4 separate regions of the Sus scrofa genome follow, and regions 1, 2 and 3 are each linked to region 4. A link is a contact called in public Hi-C and HiChIP or PLAC-seq data. All regions are on one chromosome and are shown on one strand. Each heading gives the region's core, a stretch centred on a gene start, on an enhancer-like site or on the middle of the called end of the contact. The rest is flanking DNA. Distances are from core to core; before and after follow the strand shown.

Region 1 (2,700 bases), core at 22-2,521, 350 kb after region 4:
AATGGTTCATTAAGATGCCTTCACTTGTGGGAATCAGAAAACCTAGCTAGGGTATCTGCTGATTTGTGGGCCCAAAAAGTCCCCAGAAGAAGAGTGACTTCCAAGTGCTACTTAACCTAGGGGCTTAAATTACATAACAAATATTCAGGTTTTCTTCTTTTTAGCTGCAGTTCTTTTGTATTATTTTATTTGGGCAGGACCTGGCCTTATGGTCCTGAGATAGCTGCCAACAGTTCTGTGAGCTGTATCTTTATCAGCACCCCAGGAAAAGTTCTGTGGCAGCTGAGGTCACTTGCCCAGTACTGGTTCAATCACTCCAAGCCAAGGGCCTGAATGCCCTGATGGCCTTAGTCCACCATATGATGCTTCCCTGGAGCAAAAGTACAGCCAACTCCCTGAAATGACATAGATCCAAACTTCAAGAATCAAGAGATGCTGGGCAGAAAAAAGTTGATATTGGCAGAGGCAGCCAAACAACCACCCAGATATACTTGTCAGTCTCCTAGCAAATATGAGACCTCACAATTCACCTCCTTTTTGTTTCTGATTTTTCACTTCAACCAGGCATATCCCTTCATGGTTTTTCTGAAAAAGTTACAGCATGACTCTAGCCTTTTCAGCCAATGCTTTTCCTCTCTGGCTGTCTTCTACACCTACTTCTCCAGAAGAAAAAAAAATGAGTCATACCAGAAATAGCATGAGATATCTTTAAATTTAAACACTTTCTCACTGTCTGGGAGGCACTTTTTTGGTCAAAGAGTCTTCATGGGCAAATATACATGCATAAGAGGTATGGCCTGTGATTAAAGGACTGTAAGATGCCATCTTTGTGTGGTTTAGAATGTGTCTTTGTTTTAGAGAAACTAGCTCTATTGTTATAACCTTGGGTATGCTTAATAATAAATAAAGTGATAAGTGACAAATCAGGTAATAGTTTGTACTTCCTAATTGAAGGTTCAAAATTTCCTGGAGCATAGAACTCTAGGAAATAATATCCAGGAGCATGTACTATGTACTAAGTTTATGTAAAACAGTATATCTCTACACACAGAGAGAAACTTTAGACTCACTCCTATATAGGTCTTATATTCTTAAACCAAAAAGGTAATTCTTGCTAAAGAGTCATTTCAGACTAAATCCAATAAGATTTGGCTACCAGGCAAGCCAGAATGCTCTCATCAGAGCAAAAGATTGCTGACCACCACCTTATATTCACACAGTGTGAACAATGGACCAGGCACTTTATTGCAAAAGCAGCCTCCAGTGCCAGATGACAGTCACACACTGTGTGCCATGGAACAAGTCCCAGAGGGACAGCTGAACAGGGTGTGCACAAGGTCAAGGAAACAACAAACCTTTGCAGTCCACACAATGGATATTCAATAATCTGAGAGTCCCTTTTTTCTATCCACTTGTTTCCAACATGTGTCAAAATCCATCTAAGAAAGCACGACTACGTGAATGAAGAGAGATGAAATGAAGAGAGTTTACCAGTAAACTCCACTGGCTTGAGTTTACCCACGTCTCAAATGCTGACAACTTCCAAGCACACGTGTATTTCAGCCAAGGCTGCCAGAGGCAGAGCCCAGCCCCTTAAGCATTTGTGACATCATCTGTGTCCTTCACACAGTGCTGGTTCAGCCTCCCCACCTTATAAATCCTGCGTGCATGTCATCACAGGAGCTCTGGCTTCCTGCTGGAGAAAGCCCCGGTGACCCAGGACTCATCAGCTCTCTGTCCTTGCCGTGGCTTTGACTATTGCCGAGTCTGCATCTTGGCCCAGACTCCAAAGAGTTAGTTCTTTGGAGGGTCTTGAGCCAAAGCCTCAGCTGGAGAGGAAATGTTGGGCAGTGTCTTTTGTCATAGATAAGATTTAATGAGACCAGATGTGTGATTAAAAGAAGTTCAGAGGAAGTTGGGCTGGAGCTTTTTGATGATCGTTTAAAAGGCTTTTACCTCCCCATTTGAGCAAAAAACTTAAGCACATTTAAAGTAGAGGACAGCTATTTGATTTAAGTTGCAAGGGCAAATCCATTGGATTTGAAGCTGGAGGGTTGGACAAATGGAGGAGGAAAAGGTTGAAGTGGGAATAAAAGACAGTTACTAAGAATGAATTACCCCAAACTCAAATTGATCCCTCAGTCTCTTAGAAGCTCATAGCTGCTATCGGGTAATTCTCTGACATTGTGAGACCTTGACCGTTTTGCCAAAGAAACCAAATCTAAAAAGGAAACCTTATACCTTCTTTATATCCATGAGGGGGCATGATTTAGGCTTAGGGAAATATACTTCTGAAAGAGGATTAGCTCCTCAAACAGACAAACCAATAAATAAACCCTAGCAGGAATTTGAAAATTTAGTTTCAGAAAGTTAGACAGTCTAATCCATGGGGCTTTTTCCATGAGTATGTGTATCTAAAAACTAGAGACAATTTGATGTTTTTCTTAAATAGGCTATGTGGCTGCTAGCAACATAAAAGACCATAATTCTAAAAACAATATTTAATGTTTGTAAACTCAGTTTTCTTTCTGTATTGTCATAGGCAGAGAGAAAAAGTGAATTGAGAGTCAGCAACTGGGATCTGGGGTTGAAACTACCACTTAGGGGTCATTGAGTCCTGTGAAAACCACTTGCCTGCCTGAGAATTTTTTTCCACATTTTAAATAAAGAGTATGAATTAGATGCTTTTAAAGAAATGCT
Region 2 (2,700 bases), core at 33-2,532, 460 kb after region 4:
TATGGTTAAATTGAGTACTTTATAAGTAGATCCTGATAGAGTAATAATTCTCAGATTAAACTCTTATTAGTTATTCAAATTTGTTTCTGCAATTTGAAATTCATTTACCTTTAAGGGTACTCTCAGGAGTTCCTGTCGTGGCGCAGCAGAAATGAGTCCAACTAGGAACCATGAGGTTGCAGGTTCAATCCCTGGCTTAACTCAGTGGGTTAAGGATCTGGTGTTGCCGTGAGCTGTGGTGTAGGTCGCAGACACAGCTCGGATCTGATGTTGCAGTGGCTGTGGCGAAGGCTGGCAGTTGTAGCTCCAATTCGACCCCTAGAGTGGGAACCTCCATATGCCACAAGTACGGCCCTAAAAAGCAAAATTAAATTAAAATGAAATGAAATAAAATAAAATAAAATAAAATAATCAGGTACAATCAGATCTCAGTGATACTATTTGGAGCAAAGAGAAGACAGTTTAATCTTAGCTTCAAATATAACCTATAAATTTCATATCAAACTCTCGTTATTACCATCAAAACTTGACACACTTGCAGAAATGCTCAGCTCTGTAACTTCCCTGGTAAGCAATATGCCTACCACATAGCTCTGCAGAACTAAGTGTTAAATTACACTTGCAGTTGCTATTTCACTGATAAGTCAATAGCCTCAGGATGATGAGAATTAAAACTCTGTTGAATTATCAAGATGGAGACTTATCCGGAATGAATGAGATTAACCAAAATGGCCATGGGCTTTGGAGTCAGAACGACTATGGTTCTCATGCTGGCATCACCACTTTTTTTAGCTGCAAGACCTCAATGTAATTAATAAGATTTTCTGACTATAGTTTCCCCATTTGGAAAATCTTTCTTTGTAACATGTTGGGAGAGTTCAATGAAACAGGGCAGATAGTTCCCCTAGCACAGAAGCTGGGATTTAGAGGCTCTCAGTAAAGGGTGACTCTGAGATGCAGAAGGGGAGGGAGTGGCTGGAGGGAATAAGTGAGCAGACAGCTGGGTGGGTGCAGAATCAGGGCCAGTTCCTCTGACCTCCACGCAGGGCTCTGTACACCTCAGTGGGACCTCTTCCCCAGCGCAGCTCAGGGCTGCACAGCAGCAGCTATGCTAAAGTGAGACACTCCTGCAACCTTGTCCTAGCACCAAGCATTTGAGATCTTTCTGATGATTCCACACCAAGCTTGTATCTTTGTTTGCATGTGCTTTCAGCCATCTGTGGTCAGCCAGGGCATGCCTAGGGAATTCCTTCCCCTGTAATAGTTGACTAATGGCAAAACATGCCCCATTTGTCAAGCTGCAGTGAAAAAAATACCAGTCATGCTCCAACTTGTAGGGTAGCCTCAGACTCGAGGTAAACTGCCCCTCAGGGTACACTGGTGTCTCTCTATCCTCTCTTCAAGTCACCTGGCAAATTCCTATTCACCCTTCACAGGTGGGACACAAACTCTACCTTCTCTCTATAGCTTCCCTAAACTTTGTGTTAGGGACCACTGTGATAATTCCACCTGTGAGTTCATATGATACTGTATGTAGAACTATTACATAGCAATTTTAATGTAGTATTCTAATTATCTATTTATATAAGCCTCTGCAATGGTTACTAACTATTGTTTTACACTAACCTCTTTAGGAATTGTTTTAAATCTTGGATTTTTTTCATTACATTATGGGCACATGCATGCACACTCGTGCGCGCGCGCGCGCGCGCACACACACACACACACACACACACACACACACACCCTAGGAGGATCACAAGCATCTTGAAAGTCGTTCACCCTTAGGAATTTGTGGAGTCAACATTGGGAGCTCCCATTCAAATCCTGGCACATCTTCATTTATGCTTTTCTTACAAATCACAGCAACTGGCACATTGTAGGCACTTGATAAATGAATGAATAAATAAATGAACCAAAATCTACCTAAGAGAATGGAGAGATTTTTTTCCTTAAAGTAGATTCAGAGAATCTCTAATTATCTCAGAAAAAAACTGGATGCTAGAGAGTCTCTGAAGAAGTTTTGGTCAACTCCTGCAAGGCTTTCTAGACCCACTGACATAACCCTATTTTGATTCTCTTGTCAAATGCTGCTATATGAGGAAGACCATAAGTAGAGGGCAAAACGAGTTACACTCAGTCTCTGAAATATGAGCTACAACAATTGTTCACAGGAGCACAGGTTAAATGAGGGGAGATTATTTCCTGCTTTGGTCCCCTGTTTCTATTACAGGCCATTCAAAGGCAAATGGAGAAGAATGTGTTTTGCCTTTTTGGAAAAATGGTGAAACTTCAGCTGGTAGTCTCTCCTTATAGATGTGTCCCATCCGTTGCAGTTACATGGGCATACAGCTACAGGCTCCCACCGAAGGTGGCAAAAGCCCAGGAGAAGGCTACCCAGGGGCTGTAGTAAAAGGCTGGGGGAGGTGGGGTGTGCAGGGCATTTAGACGGTCTTCATAATAATGTCCAGGAGCTCACTGCCTGTGAACAGAGCTCTTTCTCTCCAACAGGAGAGTCTCTCAAATCCTGAGACTTGAACCTGGCTTCTAACTGTCAGAATGGATAATTCCTTGGAGAAGGAAGGGGCTTTTCAACCTAGGGGAAAAAAAAAATCCCTCTTTTGTCATTCCTATGACATTGCTTTAAGGCACAGAAATTCTTTCCTCTCCAGTTTTTTTTCCACAGCACACTTGCTTGAA
Region 3 (2,700 bases), core at 15-2,514, 330 kb after region 4:
TGGATGTCAACTTAAAAGTACAATATGCTGCACTGCATTCAGAGATCTACTCAAATCTCTTCTTGGTTTCATCTTGTATGGTTATTTCATTAAAACAATGTCATGACTCATGATATGTTCTGCCTCTTTTCAAAGGAATACATCTCTTATGTAGAGTCTGCCTAGATTCTGAAGAGCTTTGAAGCTGGGGAAAAGACAGAGTGGTAATAACAAAGTCATAATAAAGTCAAATAATGGAGAGGGAATTTGAGCAATGGTGCTAATGACTCAGCTGGCAGAAGGCTGGGCAAAATGGCCCGGATGTGAGTGGAGGTTGGGATGCTCTGATGATCGAGTAGCTAATATGCTCAAGAGTGCTTGTTTTGTGCCAGGCACTGTTCTCAGCACTTCACATGTATTAATTTACAGAATCATTGCAACAATCCTATGAAGTTACTATTATTATCCTCTATTTCAGATGAATAAACTAAAATATGGAGAAGTTAAATGACATGGTGACGGTCACACAGCCAGCAAATAGTTGAGCTAGAATAAAGTCCTAGCATGCTAGCTCAAGGTTCTGCACTTATCCACTGTGCCATATTGCCTCTCATTTGCTACAAGAGAGATATTTAAGGAAGGAGGGATTAGATTTGTGAAATACAGAGAATTCAGTTTTCCAAATGCCTGGGGAAAAAAGGCAGAGGAAGTTTCCTGTGATCACTTTCTTTGCTGTGCTTTCTTACAAATGGACAAAGAGAGGGATAGAGTTTATTCAGCCAGTCAAAAATTAAATAAAAATTGATTTTCCAACCTTGGCTGTCACATAAATATTCCAAAAAGCTTAAAAAACACAAAGTCTGGTTTACAACCAAAAGAATGCATTATCCCCACATGGTAGCAACATGATGATAGAAAAAGCTTTACAATGAAAGTGTCACAAAATAAAAACTCCCCAACAGACGCTTGTAAGAACAATGACTACAATTCCCAATCAACACAATCACGTGAGAAATGAAGCCATTGAAACAACTATGTTTGGATGTTGGAGGAAGTAGAGGAGTGTTTTTGTTTGTTTGTTTTTTGTTTTGTTTTTGGGTTTGTTTTTTTTTATAAGGTTGCTGTTTTAGTGTAATATAGAGCAATACTAATTGAGGGGAAATATCAATGGAACTATCCTGATGGTAGGGATGTAGCTTCCATCTTGAGGACAGAAGGTATAATTCTTCTTCCAGGGATAGCATTAAGTCTGTCTGTCTGTTTCTGTTTCCCTTCCTCTATCCATGTGAAATGACTGATTCAGAAGGAACTAAGCCATACTCTGAATCATTTCTTGTTTCATCTAAAGTAAGCTTGTCTAGGAGCATTTCTAGAAATATTCTGGTCATGCTTGGTTTTACTCTTTGGTTCAAGGTAAACCAAATAAATATTTGCTTTAAAGAAACGTCCCAGCCTAGGCCTCTAGGTAAAGATGTAGGATCCAGTGAGAATATTCAGTAGTTCTGTGGCAAATGATTCAGCAAACTTGAAATCCATACGGCCCTCGTGTCTGTAGTCAGCAGCCCACACCACCTCACCCGTTTCCCCAAGTAAACATCTTGATGACATAGCACTGAACAATTATGTCATTGCTCCCAGCTTGAAGGATATTAACCCAAATTCATAAAAGCATACTCTAGTAGCATGCATACAATATGTGTTGTTTTTAAGATCACTCATCCAAGGAGGCAACTGGTATATCTTAGAATATTTAGTATGATGTTTTATACAATTCCATAAAGAGGTCCATTATTTTAAAAACAAAAACAAAAACACCCAAAACAAGGCTTAAGTATAGAGAAGACAATAGTTTATATAGAAAGATACTTTAAGGACAGATGTCATATCTTATCCTTTTATATGTTAATACTTGCTTTCCTTTTTTAAAAAGGCATTCACATCTCACTCTCATCTGCAGAATTAAATTACATTTTTTCTTTCACACAAATTGTATTACTTTTTTTTTTTTTTTTGGCCTCCCCCCAGTATATGGAGTTCCCAGGCCAGGCCAGGGATCAGATCCTTGTGTGCAACCTATGCTGCGGCACCTCAGGATCCTTAACCACTGTGCCTGGCGAGGGCAGGGGCGGGGGATTAAACTTGTGTCCTGGTGCTGCAGAGATGCTGCTGATCCTGCTGTGCAATAGCAGGAACTCCTTAAATTATCTTTTTAAAAGAATAGTTGGAAAAGTTAAAATTCTTTTCCTTGAGATTGTAGTGGAATTTTTTAAAAAGAAATTTTAACCGGGGAGGAGTTCTCACTGTGGCTCAGCAATAACAAACCCGACTAGTATCCAAGAGAATGCAGGTTCAGTCCCTGGCCTCACTTAGTGGCTTAAGGTTCCAGCATTGCCATGAGCTGTGGTGGAGGTCACAGACATGGCTTGGATTTGGTGTTGCTGTGGCTGTTGTGTAGACTAGCGGCTATAGCTCCGATTCGACAGCTCCAATTCAACCCCTAGCCTGGAAACTTCCTTTTTTGTGTGTGGGGGGCCGCAGTGGTGGCATGTGGAGGTTCCCAGGCTACAGGTCAAATCAGAGCTATAACACCCGTCCTACGCTACAGCCACAGCAACGCAGGATCTGAGCCGAGTCTGTGACCTACACCACAGTTCACAGCAATACCAGATCCTTAACCCACTGAGCGACACCAGGGATCAAATCCGCATTCTCATGGATGCT
Region 4 (2,700 bases), core at 168-2,667:
CAGCAATGGAAATTAGTATCAAAAGACTGTTTACCATATTTTAAATTAAAAAGTCTATTGCTAATTAACATAAATTGGATGATCTACTAAATACATATATAGAAAGAATACTTAAATTTTCTAAACCCCGGATTCCTCATCTATAAAATGGGAATAACATTTCCTACTTAGAACTGATGAAGAATTTAAAGAAGGAGGGATTTAAAAATACTAAAACATGAGGACGTGCACAGTAAGGGCATTATTGTTATTAGAGCAAGAAAGAAAATAGTGTTCTTCCTTAGCAAATCTGAATCGTAAAATCTGGAATAGGATGCTAAACCATGTTTTGGCTCACTGGGCTATTCTCCCTCACGCTACCAATCCGCTACCAAACCTCTCCTCTTGGAAGGCTTAGGACTGACTCCCAGCACAGGAGCAGCCACGTGGCTCAATGCGCCATTTAAACGACGCATTCTGCATAACCCCTTCTGAATAACAATTGATAGACGATTTCCACTGTAAAACCATTAATTAGCACTAGGAGCGCTTTTATTACCACTTACTGTCAAAGAAAGCCCATATAGTCGTTAACCGCTGCCCACTCGGACCGCTAGCTGAGCTTCTAGAATATTCCAGGAGATGGCGCCTTTGCCTCTCAGTCTTTTGACAGCCTGAAGGCGAAACCTTCCGAAGGCACCGGCCTCCTCCAAGGTTAAGGGTCTGACCTCCGACAAAGACCTGCTCCAGGGTGATGGACAGAGGCCATACGGGCCTAAGTGGGACTGATTCGGCAATGGTTTGCCACATTCGGAAGCGGCGCGGAGCTCGGGACACTCTGCTCCGACAACCCCTGCTTTTCACTGGTGCGCCCCCGCCAAAGGTCCACTCTGGGTGAGACTGGCGGGGTAAAAGCGCGGGTGCAGCGGTAGCCCCAAGCCCTCCAGACGGCTAGGGGAGGCCTCACGTGCCTGTGCAGTGGACCCCGGGTACACTCACACCTTGACACCGGAGGCGCCAGGTGGTGGGGCTGTCAGGAAGGGCTGTGAAGGGGAGGGAATCTGCGATGACCTGAGCTCTGGCCGCTGGGCGGTGGAGGCAGGGCCCGGCGTCGGCCCTGGGGTTTCTACTTCAAACCCAGAAGCCAGAGCATTCCAAGAATGGGGTGGTGGTCCCAGGGACAGCCGCACGCCTGCGTCCACCACCACCACCACCACGTCACGGGAAGCTCTCCAAGCAGCCGGAGCCAGTGCCTGAGCGAACGCGTTCGCACGTCACCAGAGAACTGGAAGCCAGCGATCCGTCGCGACCTCTGGCTCGGACCAGCCCGCTGTGGCGGCCGGTGGGCGGGGCGTTGTCCGTGACGTCGCATCCCGTTTCGATTCTCCACCCCCTTCTCGGCCAGTATATAAGACTTTACCGGGCGTTCGCACTCTCACAAGTGTACCAGGGCGACGGGCGCGGGAGGTTGGAAGCGGCGGGGATTCGAGGGCAGAGGCCGGCTCGGTCGTGTGTCCGCGCCTCGGAGGTAGCAGCAGGCAGGGCAGAGCGACGAGGCGACCATGGAGCTCTTGCGGACTATCACCTACCAGCCGGCCGCCAGCACCAAGATGTGCGAGCAGGCTCTGGGCAAGGCTTGCGGCGGGGACTCGAAGAAGAAGCGGCCGCAGCCGCCCCCCGAGGAGCCGCAGCAGCCGCAGCCCCAGGCTCAAGTGCAGCCGGTGGCTCCGCACCACCATCACCACCACTCGCACTCGGGGGCGGAGATCTCTCGGATTATCGTCGATCCCACGACGGGGAAGCGCTACTGCCGCGGCAAAGTGCTGGGAAAGGTGACTTGCGGCGGGCGCCCGGCTGCCAGGCGGGAGGGAGGTCTGCCCCGGCGTCCTCGAGCAGGGCCGGACCCTGAGTCCCCGTGTCCGTCGCTTCTCGGTTACTGGGGGATCCAATCCCGGCGCGACGTGGGCTGCTCACCTGCCCAACTCTGGCTTTTGTGCGCCTGCAGCGCCGGGATCGGCTTCACATCCTTGGCCATGGCTCTGTCTGCCTCACGCAGCCTAAAGACGTTGATCTTGAAGCCAGAAGCGAGGGCTTTCTGCACCAGACCTAGAGAATTTTCTCTCTACCTGGCCCCCAGAGAATTTTCTTGACAAGTCTCCTCATACCTTTTTTCTCCTCTCCCCAGCCCCCACCCCCCACCCTCCCCACCGCCCGAAAGCACCTCTTTGTCAAGGGAAAAAAGGCAGTTTTAACTTACTGTTTTCAGGGATGCTTTTCCCTAACTGAAGGAGCTTTAAAAAAAAAAATAATAAAGTAGACTGCATCCCTCTGTCACCCTTTCTCTCCCATAATTTTGTGGGGTTTTTTTTCATTTATATGTTAAAAATATGTATTTGCCGTCCATGTTCCTGCCATACTCAGTTCCATCTCTGCTTTGTTTCCTTTCAGGGTGGCTTTGCAAAATGTTACGAGATGACAGATTTGACAAACAACAAAGTCTACGCTGCAAAAATTATTCCTCACAGCAGAGTAGCTAAACCTCATCAAAGGGAAAAGGTGTGTATGACTGTTGAGTAAAGTATTTTCTTTGTGTGCAGGGACAGCCCTTCCCTGTTAGGAAGATGTCTTCTGCATGTGTAAGCAACTGGGCTGAGGGAGGCTAATGAGACTGATATTGCTTTTTCTTTAGATCGACAAAGAAATAGAGCTTCACAGAATTCT

Evidence for each region. Hi-C and Micro-C count contacts between places; a contact is called where the count stands out from the background. HiChIP or PLAC-seq counts read pairs in DNA pulled down with a chosen protein or histone mark.
Region 1: a Hi-C map of liver shows a contact between it and region 4, with 7 times the contacts expected there. The contact joins the enhancer-like site here to the promoter of PLK2 in region 4. A contact is called at or near these places in 3 of 5 promoter capture datasets (fetal skeletal muscle and liver), 20 of 47 Hi-C or Micro-C datasets (brain, embryonic fibroblasts, fetal heart ventricle and 10 more) and 2 of 2 datasets of contacts at active chromatin or transcription factors (alveolar macrophages and skeletal muscle).
Region 2: a contact with region 4 is called in a Hi-C map of embryonic fibroblasts, with 6 times the contacts expected there. The contact joins the enhancer-like site here to the promoter of PLK2 in region 4. A contact is called at or near these places in 2 of 5 promoter capture datasets (fetal liver and liver), 2 of 47 Hi-C or Micro-C datasets (embryonic fibroblasts and epiblast stem cells) and 1 of 2 datasets of contacts at active chromatin or transcription factors (skeletal muscle).
Region 3: an H3K27ac HiChIP or PLAC-seq map of alveolar macrophages shows a contact between it and region 4. The contact joins the enhancer-like site here to the promoter of PLK2 in region 4. A contact is called at or near these places in 2 of 5 promoter capture datasets (both in liver), 17 of 47 Hi-C or Micro-C datasets (brain, embryonic fibroblasts, fetal heart ventricle and 9 more) and 2 of 2 datasets of contacts at active chromatin or transcription factors (alveolar macrophages and skeletal muscle).

The regions. Positions count from the first base shown.
Region 1 is chr16:36,952,557-36,955,256 of Sscrofa11.1, reverse strand. All of the region lies in intron 6 of LOC102159433 (a long non-coding RNA gene), which reads right to left. Among named protein-coding and RNA genes, the nearest start is that of MIR9799, 220 kb to the right of the region's middle. Within about 2 kb of position 1,271, at least 10 of the 83 cell types and tissues checked have an H3K27ac peak or open chromatin away from gene starts, as enhancers often do. A contact at or near this core is called in fetal skeletal muscle, liver and skeletal muscle, where this site is marked.
Region 2 is chr16:36,845,608-36,848,307 of Sscrofa11.1, reverse strand. All of the region lies in intron 3 of LOC102159433 (a long non-coding RNA gene), which reads right to left. Among named protein-coding and RNA genes, the nearest start is that of MIR9799, 110 kb to the right of the region's middle. Within about 2 kb of position 1,282, at least 5 of the 83 cell types and tissues checked have an H3K27ac peak or open chromatin away from gene starts, as enhancers often do. A contact at or near this core is called in embryonic fibroblasts, where this site is marked.
Region 3 is chr16:36,975,940-36,978,639 of Sscrofa11.1, reverse strand. The region is part of intron 6 of LOC102159433 (a long non-coding RNA gene); the gene reads right to left. Among named protein-coding and RNA genes, the nearest start is that of MIR9799, 240 kb to the right of the region's middle. Within about 2 kb of position 1,264, at least 3 of the 83 cell types and tissues checked have an H3K27ac peak or open chromatin away from gene starts, as enhancers often do. A contact at or near this core is called in alveolar macrophages, where this site is marked.
Region 4 is chr16:37,303,831-37,306,530 of Sscrofa11.1, reverse strand. PLK2 (serine/threonine-protein kinase PLK2) reads left to right here and starts at 1,417. Exons shown (of 14, transcript XM_003133981.5): 1 at 1,417-1,811; 2 at 2,428-2,535; 3 at 2,669-2,700. The coding sequence starts at 1,542.